4 separate regions of the Mus musculus genome follow, and regions 1, 2 and 4 are each linked to region 3. A link is a contact called in public HiCAR-type and HiChIP or PLAC-seq data. All regions are on one chromosome and are shown on one strand. Each heading gives the region's core, a stretch centred on a gene start, on an enhancer-like site or on the middle of the called end of the contact. The rest is flanking DNA. Distances are from core to core; before and after follow the strand shown.

The links. HiCAR-type assays count read pairs that join an accessible place to other places. HiChIP or PLAC-seq counts read pairs in DNA pulled down with a chosen protein or histone mark.
Region 1: a HiCAR-type map of astrocytes shows a contact between it and region 3, with 2.8 times the contacts expected there. The contact joins the promoter of Rfc5 here to the promoter of Fbxw8 in region 3. A contact is called at or near these places in 1 of 39 promoter capture datasets (liver) and 1 of 115 datasets of contacts at active chromatin or transcription factors (astrocytes).
Region 2: a contact with region 3 is called in an H3K4me3 HiChIP or PLAC-seq map of embryonic stem cells, with 6 times the contacts expected there. The contact joins the enhancer-like site here to the promoter of Fbxw8 in region 3. A contact is called at or near these places in 3 of 39 promoter capture datasets (cranial neural crest, neutrophils and second pharyngeal arch cranial neural crest), 1 of 484 Hi-C or Micro-C datasets (bone marrow-derived macrophages), 3 of 115 datasets of contacts at active chromatin or transcription factors (bone marrow-derived macrophages, embryonic stem cells and stem cell-derived neural progenitor cells) and 4 of 9 other capture datasets (adipose tissue, embryonic stem cells, liver and 1 more).
Region 4: a contact with region 3 is called in an H3K4me3 HiChIP or PLAC-seq map of embryonic basal ganglia, with 3 times the contacts expected there. The contact joins the enhancer-like site here to the promoter of Fbxw8 in region 3. A contact is called at or near these places in 4 of 39 promoter capture datasets (the 3T3-L1 cell line, cranial neural crest, frontonasal cranial neural crest and 1 more) and 4 of 115 datasets of contacts at active chromatin or transcription factors (bone marrow-derived macrophages, embryonic basal ganglia, embryonic midbrain and 1 more).

Annotation. Positions count from the first base shown.
Region 1 is chr5:117,386,313-117,391,031 of GRCm38.p6, forward strand. Rfc5 (replication factor C (activator 1) 5) reads right to left here and starts at 2,711. Exons shown (of 11, transcript NM_028128.1): 1 at 2,605-2,711; 2 at 1,557-1,621; 3 at 410-546. The coding sequence starts at 2,666. Gm15728 (predicted gene 15728) reads left to right here and starts at 2,810. Exons shown (of 2, transcript NR_166496.1): 1 at 2,810-2,973; 2 at 3,842-4,719.
Region 2 is chr5:118,759,511-118,764,818 of GRCm38.p6, forward strand. Med13l (mediator complex subunit 13-like) reads left to right here. Exons shown (of 31, transcript NM_172424.4): 30 at 1,776-1,888; 31 at 3,191-5,308. The coding sequence ends at 3,323. Among named protein-coding and RNA genes, the nearest start is that of Gm42015, 81 kb to the right of the region's middle. Within about 2 kb of position 1,666, at least 17 of the 459 cell types and tissues checked have an H3K27ac peak or open chromatin away from gene starts, as enhancers often do. A contact at or near this core is called in embryonic stem cells, where this site is marked.
Region 3 is chr5:118,154,181-118,159,182 of GRCm38.p6, forward strand. It overlaps Fbxw8 (F-box and WD-40 domain protein 8), which reads right to left and starts at 1,278. Exons shown (of 11, transcript NM_172721.2): 1 at 884-1,278. The coding sequence starts at 1,201.
Region 4 is chr5:118,702,878-118,707,995 of GRCm38.p6, forward strand. All of the region lies in intron 4 of Med13l (mediator complex subunit 13-like), which reads left to right. Among named protein-coding and RNA genes, the nearest start is that of Gm42015, 140 kb to the right of the region's middle. Within about 2 kb of position 3,189, at least 22 of the 459 cell types and tissues checked have an H3K27ac peak or open chromatin away from gene starts, as enhancers often do. A contact at or near this core is called in embryonic basal ganglia, where this site is marked.

The sequences.
Region 1 (4,719 bases), core at 1,461-3,960, 770 kb before region 3:
GAACATAATTTTATAGTTGGGGGTCACCACATCATAACAAACTGTATTAAAAGGTCGAAACATTAGGAAGATTGAGAACCACTAGCCTAAACTAAAGAGATATGCAGTATTCATTATCACCACGAAATCTTAAGGGGTTCAACAAGAGCTGTGGGCAGGTAGAGCAGGCTGTGTGGGCAGGGTACAACCTCTAAGTTGGCCCCGCAGAAAGTAGAGGCTGCCAGGTGTTAATGCCCTAGCAAGTCTAAGCAGTATCCCCCATTTTGACACCCCCCAACTCCCCCCAAAACACACACAAGATCCCATTGGTCAAACACAGCCAGGACTCAGATGGTCAGGGAATAAAAGAAGGACAAAGGTTAAGTGTCTGGAGGTCTGAGCTGTTGTGGAGTGAGAGTGTCTCCTTCACCTCCAAGACCATGGAGCCAAATTCTTTATCTTTGTACAGTTGCTTGGCACAGGCCAGGATGGTGGATGTCTTTCCTGTCCCTGGAGGGCCATAGAGAAGTAGGTGTGGCAGGCGGTCTTCACTGATGAACTTCTGAACTGAGGGACAGGAAGGGGTGACATGTGTCAGTCTCTGGGTCCTACACAATCACCTTAGGACCTGGTTATGCTAAATCCAGATATGCTTCAGTTTTTCAGTGTCCTAGTCGGAGTAGACAGGGAGGGGAAGTCCTGAAGTCACACCACAGTTTGTCTGTCTGTCTATCTGTCTTCCACACTAGCTATCTTGGGAGGGTCTATTAAGTTGAGAGCAGAAGTTCTCAACCTGTCTCGACACTTTTAGGAGCTACATATCGCACACATACCCTGCCTATCAGACATTTATTTACATTATAATTTGTAACAGTACCAAATTCCATTTATTAAGTAGCAATGAAATAATTTTATGGTGGGGGGGGGTGGTCACCACAACATGGGGAACTGTATTAAAAGGGCCACATCTTTAGGAAGGTTGAGAGCCACTGGTTTAGAGGCACAGCCTCATTGGAGGAGTCAGGTCACCAAACTCGTGCCTTTGAGGGTCATACTGCTTGCTCCCCCACCCCTTTAGCTCTCTACTTCCTGTCCACTTTGGAGCAGAGTGCTCCCACTGCCACGAAGTTGTGCTCACCAAGGGTCTAGAGTCAACAGAGCCAAGCACTGTGAACCAAAACCTCTTCAAAATCAACCATCCCTCTTCTGTGTTGTCTTCTTGGGACATGGGGGGATTGGGAAGGTGCCTCAGTTAAGCCGGGTGCTCTTGCAGAGGATCTGGGTTTGGTTCCTAGCACCTACATAGCAGCTCACAACTGCCTACAGGATCCAGGGTCCTCTTCTGGCCTCTGGAGGAGCCAGGCACACAAGGTGCACACACTTTCATGTGTAAACAAAACACCTAAACAGTAAAACCAAACAGATCTTGAGACAGTTTGGTACACTATGGAGAAGGCGACACATGGCCGGTTCTATAAAGGCTCAGAGCATCCTCTAAGGGTCACCCAGCAGAGACATCGTCATCACGAAATGGACCCAACCCTCCACAAGGACAGCAGCAACAGACAGATACTTACTGGTACTCAGAATGTCCTGGTGAGAAATGAGATCGGCCAGGGTCTGTGGCCGGTACTTCTCAACCCTGAAATAGGATTCACCGTTAAGTTACAATCTATATACTCAAGCCATGTTCTGTTACATGCAAAGAAGCCCCTTCACATCCTAAGCAGCAGAGGAAGAGAAACCCTTCGCGTCTGAACAGAGCACTGGCTCTCACAACCAGGAGTTGTTCTGTCCCCCCAGGGGACATCGGTCAGGCCAGTTATCTGTATTAACTGTGCAATGGGTGTTAGCAGCATCTGTTGAGTAGGAGTCAGGAGGTTGCTAACATCCTCCAGTGGGCAGGACAGCTCCCCCTTGCCCCTCACCAACAGCGCTGAGACTGCGCAAACGGAACTCATACTCAAATACCTATAAGCAAGAGAACGGGCAATCCACTTATGATGTGGCTTTCAAGAGGGAATCGAGTGCTGAACCATGCTACAGAACAGAAAACCCTTGAGTTCGAGAAGCCAGACTCAAAAGGCCACACGGTCTGTGACTCCAGTCCTGAGAATTTAAATACCGTGTGGCCTGAGACAAGTCTTCCTCCTCAGGATAGACCAGAAGAAAAGAAAATGAAAGCATGGCTAGGCTTGCTTCATTTAAAACACCGCTAAGGTGCTGTAGGGCCATTCAGAATGCAGGCGCTGGGGCCCTGGGTGGAAGATCAGGTCCCTGCAAGTTGTCCTCTGACCTCCACCAGGGTGCGCTGCTACGGTCCCTCCCCCGCAAATAAAGAGGGGATAGAGTGCAAGCGCTGAATTCGGACACGAGTTCGAATCCAACCAAGCCTACCCACTCCTCCGTCCTCGGAACCTTTCTAAAGAAACCCAGGATCAATTTATTAGGGTCATCGGAGCGCAGAGGCGATGCTCGAGGACCCCGAGGATGGCTAAGCTGAGCTCAGAGCCCGTTCAGGTATGGAAGCGGAGGAGCGGCTGCGGCGCCAAGGCCGGGAGCGGGGAAGGATCTGCAAAGCTCCTAGGAGGAAGAGCGGGAAGCGGGATGTGGGGCCGCTCCTACCAGGGCAGGTTCCGGGCCCGGGCCGCCGCGGGCCGCTGCTGCGAAGGCGCGGCCGCCGTCATGACTGACAGATGCTGCGGGTCCCTGCCACTGACCCGCCGCACTCGGAGTCCGCGCGCAAACCAACCCTCGCGAGGCTTCGCCTCCGGCTTCCGGCTTCCGTCCCCCGGCCCGCCTCCTCCCCGTTGCTAAGGTGCTGGTTGCTAGGTAACCCTAGGCGCCGGCCTGCAGCGGAGTTACCGCCTGAGTCGGCTGTCTCAGCCTCCTCGCACGAGGTCCAGGGTGACCGCGCGCTGAAGCCAGAGCCACCGCGGGCCTCACCAGGGCCCGATCCTGTCAGTGCAGGGGCAAGCCGCAAGGAGCAGCAAGGTGTGTGGTCAGTGCAACCTCGGTTCCATAACCAGCAACACACACACAGAGACACACGTACATATACAGGTATGCACACAGTTACAAATATACATATACATACATCCCCATTCACATACATATAAACAGATATACGCCTGCACTCACATACACATACAGATACATACACACAAGTATACACAAATACACAGTTAATACGCATACATACATACATACATGCATACATATATACTCACATATACATGTATATCACACACATATATATACACACAGAACATACACATTCAATCATATATACACATAAATACAGTTACATATATACACATACATGCATACATATATTCATATAAATACATACAAACATTTGTGTTTTATACACACAAATGCATTTTCTCCTACAGTAAGAGGATTACAGACCAATTTTATTTATTTATTTGTTTGTTTGTTTATTTATTTATTTGATTAGTTTTGAGACAGGGTTTCTCTCTGTATCTTTGGCTATCCTGAAGCTCACTCTGTAGGCCAGGTTAGCCTCAAACCCAGAGATCCACCTGCCTCTACCTCCCAAGTGCAGGGATTAATTAAATGTGAGCTTCACCGTTTGCCTGGTGACCAATTTTATTTTCATCTTTAGCTTTTACTTTGAGCCAGGTATGCCTTTAATTCGAGTACTTGGGAGGCAGAAGCAGATGGATCTCTGTGAGTTCAAGGTCTACAGAGTGGCCTCTAGGACAGCTAGGGCTACATAGTGAGACCCTGTCTTAAAAACTCGAAAGAAAACTAACTTTAATTAATTTGTGTGTGCCTCGCTGCACATGTGGAGGCCATGTGCATCAATTTTCAAGAGTTGGTCTTCTTTCTTATGCAGACGTCCTGGGAATCGAACTTAGCTGTCAAGCTTGGCCGTTTGAATCGCAAGATCATCCTTGACTGCATATCCAGCTCATGGCCAGCCTGGTGGTGTACTTAACTACCTTTGGAGTCAAGCAGCTGCCATCTGGGGGAGTTCAGCTGTGTCCACTTACAAAAGAATTACCTTAGCTGGACTTTTTGACCGTTTACATCCCCTCACGGAAGACCCTCACCTGAGTATCCACTGGCTCCCTATAATTTATTGTGTGCAACTCTGCCTTAATTGCACATGGCTTGCCTGGAGGGCAGGGGTGGGGGGAGGAGACTAGAGTACTCAGATTAAGAAAGACTAGGAGAGAGGTCTTTATCTAAGCAGCTATGGGAAAACCCTTACCCTGTTGGCCAAATCTTTTTTTTTTTTTTTTTCTCTAGGCTGGCCTCGAACTCAGAGATCTGCCTGCCTCTGCCTCCCAAGTGCTGGGATCAAAGGCGTGTGCCACCACTGCCCAGCTGCTGTCCACTGGCCAAATCTTTTCTGGTACCATCCCATCTCTGGAGGAAGGAGAACCCACTCTCCTGTAGGTACTCCTCACCTATGCTCTGTAAGGAAGCCCAATAAATTCATTGGTTCCCCCAAATGAAGTATGGCAGTAGACTCATGCCCCGGTTTGTCACTGGAATCTTAGGTGGAGGGGTAGACATCATTTATGCCCCCTCCCATGGAATGCTATCAGCACACAAGGGATTTTTATCAACACTGCAATAAAGGAGACCCTGTCTCAATCAAAACAGAACACATCACAGAAGAAGGAGATCAGATGGCACTCCAAGGATGACAGTACCCCGCCTCTCTGCTTCCTCTGTAGGCCAACTTGAGTGAATACTGGTTCTTTA
Region 2 (5,308 bases), core at 416-2,915, 610 kb after region 3:
CACAGTCCTACCTGGCTGCATACTGGAGCCGTCCTCCATAGAGCAGAGCCAGGGCCATTCAAACCTTTCACATCTGTGCGTTTTCCTCCTTGTATGGCTTTTATTGATTGTGCCCTTAAAACAAGGCCCACACGTGCAGAGTGTAAAGGAGCCTCAGAGGGCATCCATTTCTCATTTTTGGCAGAAAGAGAGAGAGGTTTGAGAGTATACCATGGTGGGAGCCATGGGGAGAGGACTCTTATAAGGGAGTCAACTGAGTGATGACAGCCCTGAGCTCCCCCTGTGGCACAGCATACCCACCTCCAGCCATTGGATGCTGGCAGATGTGAGAAATGATGTAGGTACTTATCATGCCCATGCCTGGCTGTGAAGGTGGCTGAGGTGGGAGGTCATATGACTTGTGAGCTGAAACAAGGCTGAAGGGCACAGCAACCCTGCCACAGAGTAAGCCAGCCCAGTGACGGGAGCAAGAGATGAGGGGAAGCGGCATGCCGTGCTGTGAGTAAGGGCCAGCTGAGCCAGCTCTGCAGCACTGGTGTCGTCTCAGTGGGCAGAGCTGTGAGCCACTCTTGTGTGGCATGGAGGGGACATGGAGTAACCTGTGGGAAATACTCCAGTGTAGGAGGGACACCTAGTCAGTCAGCAGAGCAGGGAGAGTCCCCAGGACTGTTAGGGTCGTATCCAAACAGGAGGTGACAAACAGGCGGTAGTGTGTCACTCTACTCAGAGATACCAGGCACAGGCGGGCACGGAACGCTGTGATGGAGCGCCTTGCTCACCTGACAGCTGAGCATGAAGGAAATGGCCGTTTCCTTCGTGGAGGTTAGTCTCTGTCTGTATTGGGACAGCAGACAGTCAGCGCCTCTGTGTCCTCTGATTATGTGCCCACCTTGTGGAATGCGCCTGCCTGCCTGTCCTCGAGGTCCTCTGCCTGCCCACCCTGGAGGTGCACCTGCAATTAAATCTCCAGATCAGACAGTAGGGATTGTGAGGGGTCTGAAGGGTAGAGGGGTTGAGAAGCCCCACAGTATGAAGAGCCACATCTAGACTGCAGAGCCTCGACACCCCTCACGGCAGCTTAGCCCATAGCTGGAGGACGGAAGAGAAAGTTTTGAGAACATCAGAGAGACTTGACTATATAGCCCATTAGCTGATACAAAGGAATCACATTCAGTGTGCGCGCGCGATACAGTTCTTAAAGGTTCTCATCTGTAAGCATTACTTCCTAAATTTACAAGAGAAATGATAGAGTATTTGGTTTGTTTTAAAATATTTCAAAGGTAAAATACTGAAAAGAAAGTGACAAATAGTGGCCACTGTCCCAGCTTTGGTGGCAGGGCATACAGCACTACATAGGAACTGCTGTTTCATGTGCTCGACTGTTGTGTTAGAAGCAAGGTATGCTGGTGAGATGGCCCAGTCAGTCAGAGAGCCCCCAAGCCCCGGCCGGGTGCGTCTGGTGGCAGGGATCAGTGCGCCAGGCTGTCTTCTGACCTCACGTGTGTGCTGTTGAGTGCACACACACCAGTCAGCTTGTTTTCTCAAGAAGCAAAATGAAGTCGGTTAGACCAGAAAGAGAGGCCCCTGAAACTAGTGTTGAGCTTACCTCTAGGACAGTAGTGTGTCCCAGGAGATGACTCAGCAGTTGGGACTCAGGCACACAGCAGCCTGCCTCTGCATGACTGAGGAGCCGGAGCCTGGGCTGGGGCCGCGCTCATTCTCCACTGTGCTGCTCTGCACCTGGAAAGAAACAAAGTTCTCGGGTCTTTCCCCAGGCTTCCCTGCATCACCACATCTCTGTAGCGCAGACCGATGAGCTCCTTCCTGCCAGGACCTCTCAGCGGGCTCCACACCCTCTGGACTCCAAGACCACATCTGACGTTCTAAGGTAGCTCTGACTGAGTGGGAAAGTGGCGCTCCTTCCTCCTTGCCCCTGAGGAGTGCAGGACAGGGTGGTGCTCAGAGACACTGCTGCTTGTGCAGAGCAGCAGAGTCCACTTCTCCCCACGGTGCAGGGACACACAGTGTGTGCACTCAGTTCACCACACAGGAGGTGCAGGGACACTTCATTTCCTATTCCAAAGAGGTGATGCAGGTGTCAGCCCTGGGCAGAAGAACAAAGGTTAGGGAGCAGAGCCTGGGAGTGGCTCTGCATGGAAAACTCAGTTTGACCTTCTCTGCCACAGATAAGTATGTTCGATTGACTAGAGCACTAATTCTTTGTTATGGAATGCACCTCAGATGCACGGACTCTGTTTCACTGTTTTCATCAGGGCATAAAATTTAATGGTGCATGCCTGTAATCCCAGAACTTGAAAGAGAAGGCTAAAGAACCAGGAGTTGAAAGTCATCCTTACTTACTTACTGAGTTCAAGCCCAGAGTCCAGCCTGAGCTCCGGAGACACTGTGTGGATGTGCATGTGTGTGCATGTGGATGCACGTGCCAGATGCCAGCCAGTCTCTTCCTGTCTCTCACCGTGCTCCTGAGATTGGCCTGTGTCCACCTCCTCTCCCCTTCCCTCCTCCTGCTATTGGATTATAGTGTGCACTGTTGCTCACTGCTTTACACGGGTTCTGGGGCACACACTCAGCCTTTCTGTCACTAGCTGAGATATTGCCCCAGACCCAAGACTGGATCTTCAAAACAACAAGCAGACAGAAGCTATCCTGTGCCTTGAGAGCTGAGCCTTTCTGGGTGCTCTCTGATGTACTGTGGTTTGGAAATGGGCGATGGACAGGTGCCTCACTAGCAACTTGGCCCCCAGGGTCTCTGATGGAACAGAGAGCAAGGGTCTTGTGCAAGTTAAGTACAACCATGCACACCTAGGATACCCATGCACACCCAGGCAGACAACTAAGGCTGTGGTCAAAAGTATCAGGCTAACCTGCCATAGAGAGCAAGGCCCTGTCCATCCCTGTTGATTTTTTTCCAGTGACCACATCAGAATAACATGGAGAAACTTGGAAAGCCGAGTGTCAGTAAAGTATTACATTCTGAACAATTCAATATGATCAGTATATTCTCATTTTGGCATCTAGCCAACATGAAACAGTTTTCATTCAGTGGCTTCCTGATCCTGGAGGCCCTGAGGTGGCCATGCTGGTGTGCAGGGACGCAGGGTGGGCCACGTGGGCCCCACACACCCCAAGCCTGTGGCCCAGAAGCTGACCTCTGTGCTCTCCCTGGCAGGTTTGTGCTGGAGCAGTACAACGCCCTATCCTGGCTCACGTGCAATCCAGCCACCCAGGACCGCACTTCCTGCCTTCCCGTCCACTTCGTGGTGCTCACGCAGCTGTACAATGCCATCATGAACATGCTCTAACCGGGAAGGGAAGCGCTTGCCCTCTGCCTCAGCTCCTCCTGCAGCCTTGGCCAGGGAGCCTGCTCCACTCTGCAAATGCCCGGCCTTTTTTAGAGCACTCCCTATACCCCGCACTGTGACGCCTTCTGAGCAGGCTCATGCTCCTCCTGCAGTGTTCATTGCCACAGTGACTTCTTGACGTGTCTCACGAGGACCTGGAAATTTCCATAAGCAGTGACTTGAGCCAATGTGTGATATGTGCAGCCTGCAGTCCCCGGGAAGTGGCGGCTGTTGGTGGCTGAAGAGGCAAGGAGAAGAGACACCGTCCTTTTGCACAAGAGCCTGCTCTCAGCCTCTGTTTAGTACCAGGCTGTCCAGCCCTCTGAATGCAATCCTCTAGCCAATGGTGGATGCCTGGGGGTCTCCCATACTTCATAACCTGGGATGTGTCACAACTAAGAGCCAGCTCCAGGACAGGATCTAGTGCTGGGGCCTCTGCCTCCCCCGCCTGTCAGGAGGGTTTTAGTTGATGGCACACCTGTGTAGACACAGGAGGTCTGGGGACAGCTGCATTCTGTTTATTTATTTTTCATTTTGTTGTAAGTTTTTTTGCGACTTTGTTTTTTCTAATCTTGAGGACCAGGTACAGTAGCTGAAGCCCACTGAGACCCACCGTAGGATTCTCTGAGTACATACCTCTGTCCTAGAAGCCAAGAAAGGAGTGAGAAGAAGCGGGGAGGCCACCTAGTGGTAGACTCGGTCAGACAGTCTGTGGCTGCAGCCTGTGTAGGTTGCACCCCTATATGAAGATGGTCAGGCTCAGCCCCGAGCTGGAGGCAAGGACCTTCATCACTTCTCTATACAGTCACATGGAAATACCTTTTCTAGAGAATTCTTACAGAAAGCCAGGTCTCTCCTTTCATTAGATCAAAAGGGACTCGTGTACATATCACAACCAAAGTGTTTGCTCACGAAACCAGTTACAAACACAGTGAATTTTTTCTGGACCATAGGAATATTGTTTCAAAGAAATAGTGCAACTCAACCGTTACATCAGTACTTGAAGCTGAGCCTCTATGTGGGACTTTAAAAAAAAAAAAAAAAGCCTTTTTAAAGCATTCGCAGCTGATTGAAGTATTCTTGACTCCCTGTCCCAGACCTTAGGGTTGACTTTGAAACCCTGTTTCTAGCCCTTATGTCGTATGTTTCTGTCTGTGGGTGGTGGGTGTAGACCGGCTTCCCAGAGCCTCCTGACAGGCCCGGCACTGAGCCCGGCTCCCGTGGGAGAGTCATGCAAACTAAGTTCTTCCAAGAGACTTTCATGTCCTGGTTATTAACAAAGAAAAGGAAAAAAATGTAATAATTGATATGGTTTTGTAAAAGTATTTTTCTTGAGATAATCTAACGTTTAAAACATTATATTAACATGTGGTGGGGATGTGAAAGCAGAGAAATAACTTGTACATGGGTGACTGTTCTCTGTCTCACCAACTGGGGGGGTTGCTTTCCAATGTATAGCTTAAAAAATCTGATATATCAAACCGTTTGTATCTAACGTGTACAGTGTAAAATTGACTTAAAATATCGCAGTGCTATTTTTTCTTATCAGCGAGGAAATCCTCAAGGCCTTTTGAAGAGCGTAAGATGACGGAGATGTAAACTTGTATAAAGTCACCTCGGGGAGGACGGGCTGTAAACTAGATATTTGTAATCTTTACCACTTGGGATTGCTTCCTCTCAGAGTTCACCAGAACTTTGAATTTCTCTCTCTCTCTCTCTTTTTTAAATGGGCTGTTTTTACTGCAGGGGCTTTTCTTCCCTAGAAACCCAACTCTACGCAGAAAAAGTGAAAAGGAAAAAAAAAACACAAAAAAAACCAGAAAAAAAAGCTATAAAAAGTTTTAAAAGAAGGCAGCAAAGGGTAGTTTCCATCTGGTGTCTTTTATTTAAGTTTTTTAAGTTAAGAAAAGCTGGTGACATATTTATACGTTTTTGTGCAAAAAATA
Region 3 (5,002 bases), core at 28-2,527:
CAGACCCATTAAATATCCTAAACTACAGTTACAAGAGGTCGTAAGCCACCTGGCACGGGTACTAGAAACCCAACTCCTGAAAAGCCTGTTGCGCTCTTAGCTACTGAGCCATCTCTCCAGCCCTTTCCCATCATTTCTCTAAACAACTTTCACTTACAGACAAGTATCCCCCCCACTGGGCTGTAGAAATTTTCTTTGAACCTGGTTTGAGTGAAACCATTAAAGCCTTCTCTTCTGACCTAACTCTTAACCTGGGAGCCATGGATCTTGTCAGGAGGGGTCTTGATTTGATTCTCCCGACTTGGTCAATGAGGCCGGAGAAAGAGGTTCCTGATTCTCCGAGGGACACATGCCCTCCAAAGGCTAAGAGCCTCCTAAAAATACTGACCAAAGGTTTCTTCTTCGCCGTAGTCCTTTCGTTTCTTCTGATTTATGGTTTATTTTTTTAATTTAGATAACACGTTACGTTAGGAAAATAAAAAAATACAGAGAAAAAAAAAAGAACATTAATTCCGTCCTCTGCTTTTTCTTGACCTTCCTCTCCGAAGTCAACCTTTCTTCCATGGTTTGGGACGTTTCTAGAATAGTATTTCTCCAACTCACACGTAGTCCTTTATGGGCGGATTCTTTTTAGCCGGGGGGGGGGGGGGGGGAAGGGTGTCCTGGATGTTTGCGAACATTCCTCAACCTTCTTACAAACCCAAGAATGCGCACACACCTACTGTCAACACCTCAAGATGTTTACAGGCAAAGCTGCTGAAGGAGAACCACTCGTTCCAGGGACATCTGGGTGTTCAGGGTTCCCGCTGTGCCCGCGTCCGCGACTTTCCCCACCATAGATGGTGGGCCCACAGGGAGAGACATCTTGTCCCCGGCCACTCACCAAGTCGCGGATGAGCTGATCCACCAGCGGCTCGGGCTCCGTGGCGTCGCGGTCTGGGGGTGAGCGCGATCGGCTGGACGTATCCTTCCTGTCGCCTCCCCGGCCAGGCCTGGGCGCCGGGGGTCGGCCCGCGCCCTCCAGCAGCCCCTGCGCCAGCCCCAGGTAGCCCGAGGCCGGCTCGCCTCGCGCTCCCGCCTCGGGCCTTCGCGGCGACCGCCGCTCCCCAGCCTCGAGCCGCCGCCGTCGCCTCAGCGCCTGTGACTGCGCCAACTCCTCCTGCCAGTGCCGGCGGAACTCCTCCAGGTTGTGGTCGTCCATGCTTGACGCGCCCAGGCCGACGCGGCACCCAGGGGCTGCCAGAATGGGGACGGACTGTCCATCCGCCGGAAGTGTCCGTAGTCGGCCTGGAGACTTCCGGGAGCGCGTCTTGTAGGTTCCGGGCAGCCACGCCCCTCTGCTTCGACATCCCTTGTTTTTGGCACCTTTGTACCAAGCAAGCCATGCTTTAAATGGCTGCTATATACATATTGCAAAAGGTCGCGTTTTTTAATGTAGCGGTTTTTATTGCATTTATTTATTTATTTAGTGCGTGCGTGTGTGTGTGTGTGTGTGTGTGTGTAGGTCACAGAACAAATTGGAGGATTCAGTTCTTGCCTTCCACCAAGTGGGTCTCAGGGATCGAACTCTCAAGTCACCAGGCTTCGCAGCAAGCATTCTTTTCTGCGGAGCCAGCCCAACCTGATGTTACCCTTCAGATCTACACACACCACACCCAATTAACCATCTCTGCCTTCTTAAAACTAACATTCCAATAAAACAGAGGTAAAGATTTTTTTGGGGGGGGGGGGGGTTCGAGACAGGGTTTCTCTGTGTAGCCCTGGCTGTCCTGGAACTCACTCTGTAGACCAGGCTGGCCTCGAACTCAGAAATCCGCCCACCTCTGCCTCCCAGTAAAGATCTTTTTAATGTGAATGTCTGAATCCGCAGGAAAGGTTATATAGAAAAATAAGAAATCGGGTCAGATAACAAAGTGATGGACAGAGGGAGGAGCCAATTAGTGGCCACCATGAAGCCAGGCGTGGTGGCGCACGCCTTTAATCCCAGCACTCGGGAGGCAGAGGCAGGTGGATTTCTGAGTTCGAGGCCAGCCTGGTCTATGGAGTGAGTTCCAGGACAGCCAGGGCTACACAGAGAAACGCTGTCTCGAAAAACAAAAACAAAACAAAACAAAACAAAAACAAAAACAAAAACAAAAACAAAAAAAGAGCTGTCATGAAGACCTCTCTGAGGAAATGCCATTTAAGCTACTAGCTGATAAACAGGGGGTGGGGAGGGGGGCGGGGAAACAGCTATGGAAAATCAGCAGAGATTTCCAGGACTACAGGTCCAAAGTCGGTACCGTAGGAAAGGATCTGTGAAGGAATGTTCTGGAAGGAACCCCCACCTCCCGTTGAGTCTTCCACAAGGCTGCTTAGCTCATCAGAACTGCAGCCACTGTGGGAAGGTTGGAATGTTGCAAGTCTAGAGTGTAATAATGGTTTGTCTTGGGCTATCATTAGCGCCCCCTATTAATCATTCTGTTCCTGCCTCTGTGTCAAACCTAGCTCCCCTGTGACTGTCAGTCAAACCTAGCCCCCCTGTGACTGTCAAACCTAGCCCCCTTGTGACTGTCAGGAGAAACCGTTTGCTATATTAGCCTCATCGACTCCTATCTTCCACCAACCCAAAACTTCAGAATGTCACCAGGTAGTACCTACAACAGCGAGTCCCCACCCCTACTTGATATTTCCACCGATGTATTTTAAACTGCTCTTGATTTTTTTTTTTTTAATTTTCCTTGTTCTTTTCATGAAATCTCTGACACAATGGGACGTGAGATTGGGGTGACCTAAGTCCATGTTCCCAGATGTGTGTTGTGAATGGAAAGACATAAGGGCCAGTTTATGTTTCAAGAACAGGGTGCTGATGTAGGCAAGGGTGGCTAAGGCTGAACATGCGGTTGAGGGGTCACTCTGAGTCAGCACAAAATGGCTGTCGCTGGCTGTCCTGGTCACCCAAAAGTAAACAGTGATGTCATCTGTTACACAGCCACCTCTGGCAGACAGCCAAAGTTGTATGGACTCTATAAATATAGCCTTGAGGTCAGAGGCCTGAGCCTTCATCAGTCGTCCTGTGTGTCTGTTGGTAGGCTCGTGTGTGTGTGTGTGTGTGTGTGTGTGTGTGTGTAGTTCTGCTGTGTGTCTACTTCTGTGTGACCTGCATGTCTGTCTGTATACCTGTGTACATGCCTTTGTGTGGTCTGTGTGTCCATTTGTATGTAAGGCCTGTGCACCTACCACTGTGTGGCCTGTTTGTGTTCCTGTAGGTCTGTGCACCTATCTCTCTGTGGCTGTCTGTCAGCCTGTGTGCTTACCTCTGTGTGGCCTGTGTGTGTGTGTGTGTCTGTAGGCCTGTGTGCCTAACTCTGTGTAGCCTACGTACCAGTCTGTGTGTGACCTGCGGACATCAGTGTGTGCCTGGGTGCTTGCAGACAGCTGAGTGCTTGCTTGCCTAACCGCCTGTGTGCTGGTTAATCTGAACTCTGCTCATCACAATCTCCTTAACCTCCAGCCTCCCCAGACCCTCTTTCTTTCCTGGAATCAGATGACGGTCCCCACACTAGAGTCACCCCTGTTTGGCTCCAGAATAAACTATGTGTTTTCCCCATCCAAGGTGAGAACTGTTTTTGTGTTGACATGTATAAGATGGCGCCCCTCCCCCTTCATAACTGAGAGACACAGTGATCCTTGCTTTGTAATAGAAGCCCTGGAGAGTCGGGGCAGTGAGCTTGTGCCAGTTTCACTTCAGGACTGGGTGTGCTGAATGGACAAAAAGGTTTCGAACCTAAAGGCGAGCAAGCCCCTTCCTTTCCTCATCAACTGAGTACACACTTACGCCGTCTGGGCTTTATCTTCCTTCCCTTCTGTTGCTTCCATCAACGTTTTATCAACAAAAGCCATGTGTGGGTCATCTCTGCATTTTTTACCCAGTTTATTTTAAAGCCTGTCAGACATGTGGCCTTACAGGCCAGCTCGGCTATGAGTAATTTTCTGGTCTATAGGATTTATTTATTTATTTTATGTATATGGGTTGTGAGCCACCATGTGGTTGCTGAGATTTGAACTCAGGACCTTCAGAAGAGCAGTCAGTGCTCTTAACCGATGAGCCATCTCTCCAGCCCCAGAAGTTATCTCTTACAGTCATGCCCGGCACCTGCCCTGCCCGCCTCAGGGATATCTCCTCACCTTGGCTTGGTGAGCACTGGCTCACACGTCTTCTATATCTCAAGTCATGACTGGATTCTCCTTCTCCCGGTTCTGAAGCCATCTTGTCATCCCATGATGGTCATCCATCCCCCAGATGGTGCCTGCCCCATCACAACACATAACACAGTTGGTAAATTTACATTAGCACAGTTAGCTGCAGCTGTCTCCCTTCACTTGTAGATGATCAGCCATTTAGCTTGGAAGCTGGTGATGAGCAGGCAGAGGAGTAATGAATTCCCAGATGCAGAGTGACTACTTAGCAGTCAGGAAACCCAGGAATAAAAGTTTGAGTAGCACTGGGCGGTGGTGACGCATGCCTTAAATCCCAGCACTTGGGAAGCAGAGGCAGGCAGATTTCTGAGTTCGAGGCCAGCCTGGTCTACAGAGTTCCAGGACAGCCAGGGCTACACAGAGAAGCCCTGTCTCAAAAAACAAAACAAAACAAAAAGATGCTGCGGGGCACGGTGGCACACGCCTTTAATTCCAGCACTCGGGAGGCAGAGGCAGGTGGATCTACAAAGCGAATTCCAGGACAACCAGGGCTATACAGAGAAACCCTGTCTCGAAAAAAATAAGAACAAAAAAACAACAAAACAAAATAAAAAGATGCTGTGAATCAAACACTAGGAAGTAAGCCCGCACGTCACCTGACTGCAGCGGCCCCAACCTTCCTAACGCTGCCACCTTACAATACAGTTCCTCGTGTTGTGGCAACCCCCCCCCTCCCACACACATACACTATAAAATTATTTCATTGCTACTTCATAACCAGATTTTTGCTACTCTTATGAATCATAATGTAAATACCTGATAC
Region 4 (5,118 bases), core at 1,939-4,438, 550 kb after region 3:
ATTTCTGTTCTGCTGATGTACAGCTGTCACTGTGGCATGCATGCTTCCTTTGTAGTCAGTAATCACGAGGGGCCGATACTAGGATCGTTACCTTGGGAACAACACAGGAATGCTAGTGTGTCTGCCCTCTATCCTAGGTCCTAAAATAGTGTAAACACACAGATTTTAAGAACATATCACTCGTGGTGGCGGCAGCTGTGTGCAACTTAGGCACTTCCTCGCCTTCCAGCTAACTGCTGTGAGAGATCTCAGATGTGGGCCTTTACTTAAAGAAAAGGCTTTCTGGATATTTTGAAATCTGCTTTCTGATTTATTTATTAATACCTTGTCACTCGAAGAGCTGTCCGTGCTGGCATGAGTTGTACTTCCTGGGCCAGTCTGCTGCTCCAGTCACCCTTACCATCCTTAAATTCTCTCAGAGTTTCCTGCTGCCTCAAGGGTGTTGCTTAGCTTAGGTGGTGGAAGAGTGGAGGCAGGAATTCCATGGGGAGCTAACCTTCCATAGGGAAGGTTTGCTGATGCAGCCTAGTAGAAGGGGTGGTGGAACTACTCCTGAGACACCCTGGGCCTGTTTGAAGACCCTGCAGAATTGGGGGGGGGGGCAGTATTTTTATTTCATTATGCTGATCTGTTTTCTTTAATTTGGGGTTTTAATCACTGACACAGTTTTGTTGCCTATGAAGGGTGTCAAGTTGCTAGTACTGTTTAAATGACAGGCACATTGGGTCAGGAGAGCCTGAGCGCAGAAGCACATGGCAGTCCCTGCTCTCCCAGCGTTGACATACAGTCTGTAAAGGAGCTGCCTTGACAGGTTGACTTTGTAATGCATGTCCCCCTTAAAGAGTTCCTTTTGGGGATGGCCTATGCGGGTACTGGATAGAAACAGGCTTTCCCTCCCTCCTCACTGGATAGGAGGAGGCTTTCCCTCCTCTTTCATTTAAAAGCTTTCAGATACCCGATGCATAGGGGAGTAAACGACACTCTGGGTGTTAGAATCCTGTAGTGGGGCGTGTCCCTTCTGAGTCAGAGCAGTGTATTTAGTCCATGGTAATGTCTTGTACTGCTGCACATATACATTGCTAAAGGGTCTGCATGTTGAAGGCTCGATGGAGGTTGTTGGGTGATGTTAAATTAGTCTCATTAACCCGGACAGTACTTGAATGAAGGACAAAGGCATTGAATGTCCATCCAGACTGTGCCGAGGTGGCCAGTCTTCCTCAGTGTCAGTTTGTGCAGCTATCATACCTGCTTGGCAATGGCTTCCCAGCAGTAGCTTTGTGTAACGTTAAGTGTTCAATGGCTTGATGGACTGGTGTTTCACTAGGTGTTGCAATGATTCCCAAGGCCTTTGTGATTGTTTTATTTAGTTTTGCATATTTTGATTTTTTTTATTAATTATATGTGGGTGTTTTGCCTGCATCTCTGTGCCACCTGCATGCAGTGCCTGCAGAGGCCAGAAGGGGGCACCATATCCTCCAGGACTGGTGTTAACAGCGGGCTGTGGACCACAGTGTGGGTGCTGAGATTCAAGCCTGGGTGCTCAGCAAGATGAGCTCTGATCCTCCGAGCCATCTCTCCAGACCCTGGTTTCTCCATACTTAGTTTGGACTTTTGGGATAGCATTGGAAATGTAAATGAGGAAAATACCTAATAAAAAATATTTAAAAAGAGAAAAAAACATAAAGCAATAATCAATTGTTATTTCTTTTCTCTGAGCGAAGATAAGCCAGTGTGTGTGCTTCCCTTGCCCGGGCTTCCTGAAGGGCTGTGGATACAGCAGTGTGAGGCAGTGTCTCCGTAATGCCTACTCTGCCATTTTGCTTTGTTTTTGTGAATCTGATGCCTTCATACCAAACTGAATGAGAGTATTTGCTCTCACAAGCAATGACATGTATGTTATAGCATATCCTATTATGAAAAGATAAACCTGTATACAAACGGACCTCTGAGCAGTTTAAAATCATTCATTCATTCATTCATTCATTCATTCATTCATTCATTGTGTGTGAACCTGCTTACATGGCACAGCTTATGTGTGGAGGTCAGAGGACAGCTTGCAAGAGTTGTCTCCCACACATAGGTCCCAGCGTAGGTAGGCTTGGCAGCTGTGTTGTCTTTATCCCAGCCATCTCACTGACCCACTGTGGGTGAGTTGTCAGGGACTGCTCCCAGGGCTGCACAGACACTACACATCCCTCTTCTACTACTGAACTGTCTAGTCCAACTTCCAGCAGTGCTGTGCTCTGCAAGACTGCCTCACAGTGAGCTCAGAGCAGTACGTTTCCCTCTTGGGGATTCGCTGTCTGAGGGAGTCCCCGTGCAGGAGCTCCTTATATCTCAGTTAACCCACACAGGGGCTTGTTGGTTTATCCGTTGTCGTGCATTGCACTCCTTAGAGATTTGCGTGGGAGCCTTGTAGTGATGATGTGCAGGGATTCTTCCACACTTGGTCCGTCTAAATCTTACATAGCATTTGACAGCGTCTTCTAAAGGGAGAACCAGGAAGAAGAGAGAATAAACCCATGTTAACCACACACACTTTGTCAGTCACCAGGAAGCCACACGCTGTGTGACTGGAGGTTTGTTATGACGACTTCATATCTAGGATGAGGTCATGGTTCCCATCATGAAATTGGGTTCACTTGTTTGATCTTGTTAGCGGTGTCTGGTTTTATTGAGCTTTGAAACAGGAACCTATTTCCTTGATCCAGTCTTGATCTGGGCGGATTAGTGAGGAGGGCCTGACATGAGGACTCTTCCATGAGTATAGTGTTGACCAGATTCTCCCATTGTCATGCTCCACATGTCCAGAGAAGTAGCCTCTCTGTGACAGCTCATCTTGTCGGCTTTGGATTCGCTTTGCAGTCACTCTCTCTGGTGGGCAGAGCTGATGGGCACTGTGGGCTTTCATGTATAGACTCTTCAGAGAAATTTACTTGCTTAAATTAAAAAACAAAAAGAGCACCACTTACTCATGGACCACTAAAAACAAAGTATTTTAGCTTTGAAATTTCTGACCCTGAATCAGGCATTGGTAACTCAAGATGTAGCCACCACAATATGAAGTCGTCTACTCTCGTTCTGGTGGAGATCCAGGTGCAAAGCAGAAAGCTGCCTCCTTTGTAGCTCCTCACAGGGAGACGCGGCGTTCACAAGAGCATTGTGGTTCTGAGCTCAGTGCAGGACTTGGCAAGTTTATCTAGGCAAAATAGTCTGAAATGTGTGCATCTGTTTTGCATGCAGTGGTAAGGCTCTTCAGACTACCCATGAATATCATGTGGAATTAACCCCACTAAATAGACTTTAGAGTTGTTCAAGTAAAAGGACACAGCCTTATGGCAGAGTGCCAAACACATGCCACTTTGAATCAAATCTCTGCCTTTCTGCGCTCCTCCTCTCCCTGTCTGCATGTCAGCTCATCCTGTCAGGGTGGGATGGGAGAGACGGGTCTACAAACACGAGCATCAAGCCAGGACAATAGTTTTGTTCCTGGATAAGTATTTTACTCAAGGCCAGGATGAATGCTTGCACACATGTATACCTCATGAGAAGACAGGGGAAGGGTGTGCTGTTGGCCCACGTTGAGTTAGCTTGTTTTAATTAAGGAGACAAAGACATAGACATTGTATGCTAACATGGCTTAGTGCATACTCTGGTTTTGTGTGAGACTACTCTGTAATGCATTTCTTCTTCTATTAGCAAATGTGATTAATGTGGCACACAGTGTTAACTGTGCTCTCTCCCCAAAGACATCAGATGGGAGGCAGCATGTAGAAGCTGAATCATTTGGAGAGGCTCGGTGATTGATTTAAACATAAAAGGATTAATTGGTCCCTGAACCAGACTATTAAACCGTACTGTGATCTTGACTGAAAGTGGGAGAATTACAAATGCATTGCATAGAATAAATTAATACATGTCATGGCTTTAACCCTTTCCCTCTGATTGCTTTTTGTGGTTTTATGGACTATACTCTGTTGTGTGCTTGGTGGTGCAGAGGGGACTAGGTGTGGTCCTGATGGAATAGGATATGGGGCGGAGCGAGCATCAGGGTCCAAGGAATCTGGGGCAATGCTCACAGACTGGATTTTCTAGCAACTTCCACCTGTGAAGAGTCTGAGCATCGATGCCAATTGTTACTGAACAGGGATCTAAAGTTCTCAGTCTGTGGGACATTGATAAAGAGGAACTGGGTTAATGGAGCCCTTCTCCCCTGGGCAGCTGCATGGAAGGCTGAGCTCCTGAGGATACATGCTGTAAGAATACCAGAGCCAGAGAAAACTCTTTTTCTCTTGAGCCAGGCGTGTGCTGCTCTCTGAGGAACGGTACTCATTTGTCCTTTGCAGGGAGAGGAAGTGTGTCCACTCACATTGTTTATGTTGAGGTTCTTGTGTGGCCCGCTGTTACAGAGTAGTCTGGGTGGCAGAACAAGTAAGTAGTTGGTTCAGGGGCATTTGTGACCCATGCCGTGTGTGAGTTTTCCAATAACATGACTCCCACATTTCAGAGTGGAGTCTTTTTTTTTTTTTCCCCGAGACTTGCATGCACACATAGGTGTGGGGGATCACTTGCTTGAGGTTTTTTAAGACATTGTGCTGTAGAAATCTCAGTGGTTATCTTTGTCCATTTCTGACTATGGCAGCATCACATCATGTGCAGCTTTAAATGGCATGCCACGTGGCTACTTGTTGAGGTCACCCATTGATCCCCTTTGCTGTGCTTTCAGCTGTTACTGAGTCGGGATAGAGTGGCCTTCTCTCCTGCTCTGAGCAGTTCCTTCCTGATGGCTTGCTCACTGGAGTGATGGAATTTGGGTACTGCCAGTTGCTTGGTAGAAAGCCAGAGAGCCTTTGTGACATCTAGTCTTTAGAAAAGAGCCAACTCGCACCACAGACTTAGTGTTCTCAGCACGGTGAAGGGAGATGACAATCAGGAGGGCATGTCTGAACTCAGTGTAAAGGGGATGGAGGATTCTTTCATTTACTGCTTCATTACTGTTAGCAGAGTTGGTCCGTGCCATTGCTAAGTAGAATAATGATGTTTATTCAGGTGAGTTGACTTCAACATTGTCTATGATTATAAACTTTAATTGCTCTCAATGTTTTTGAATTATTAATC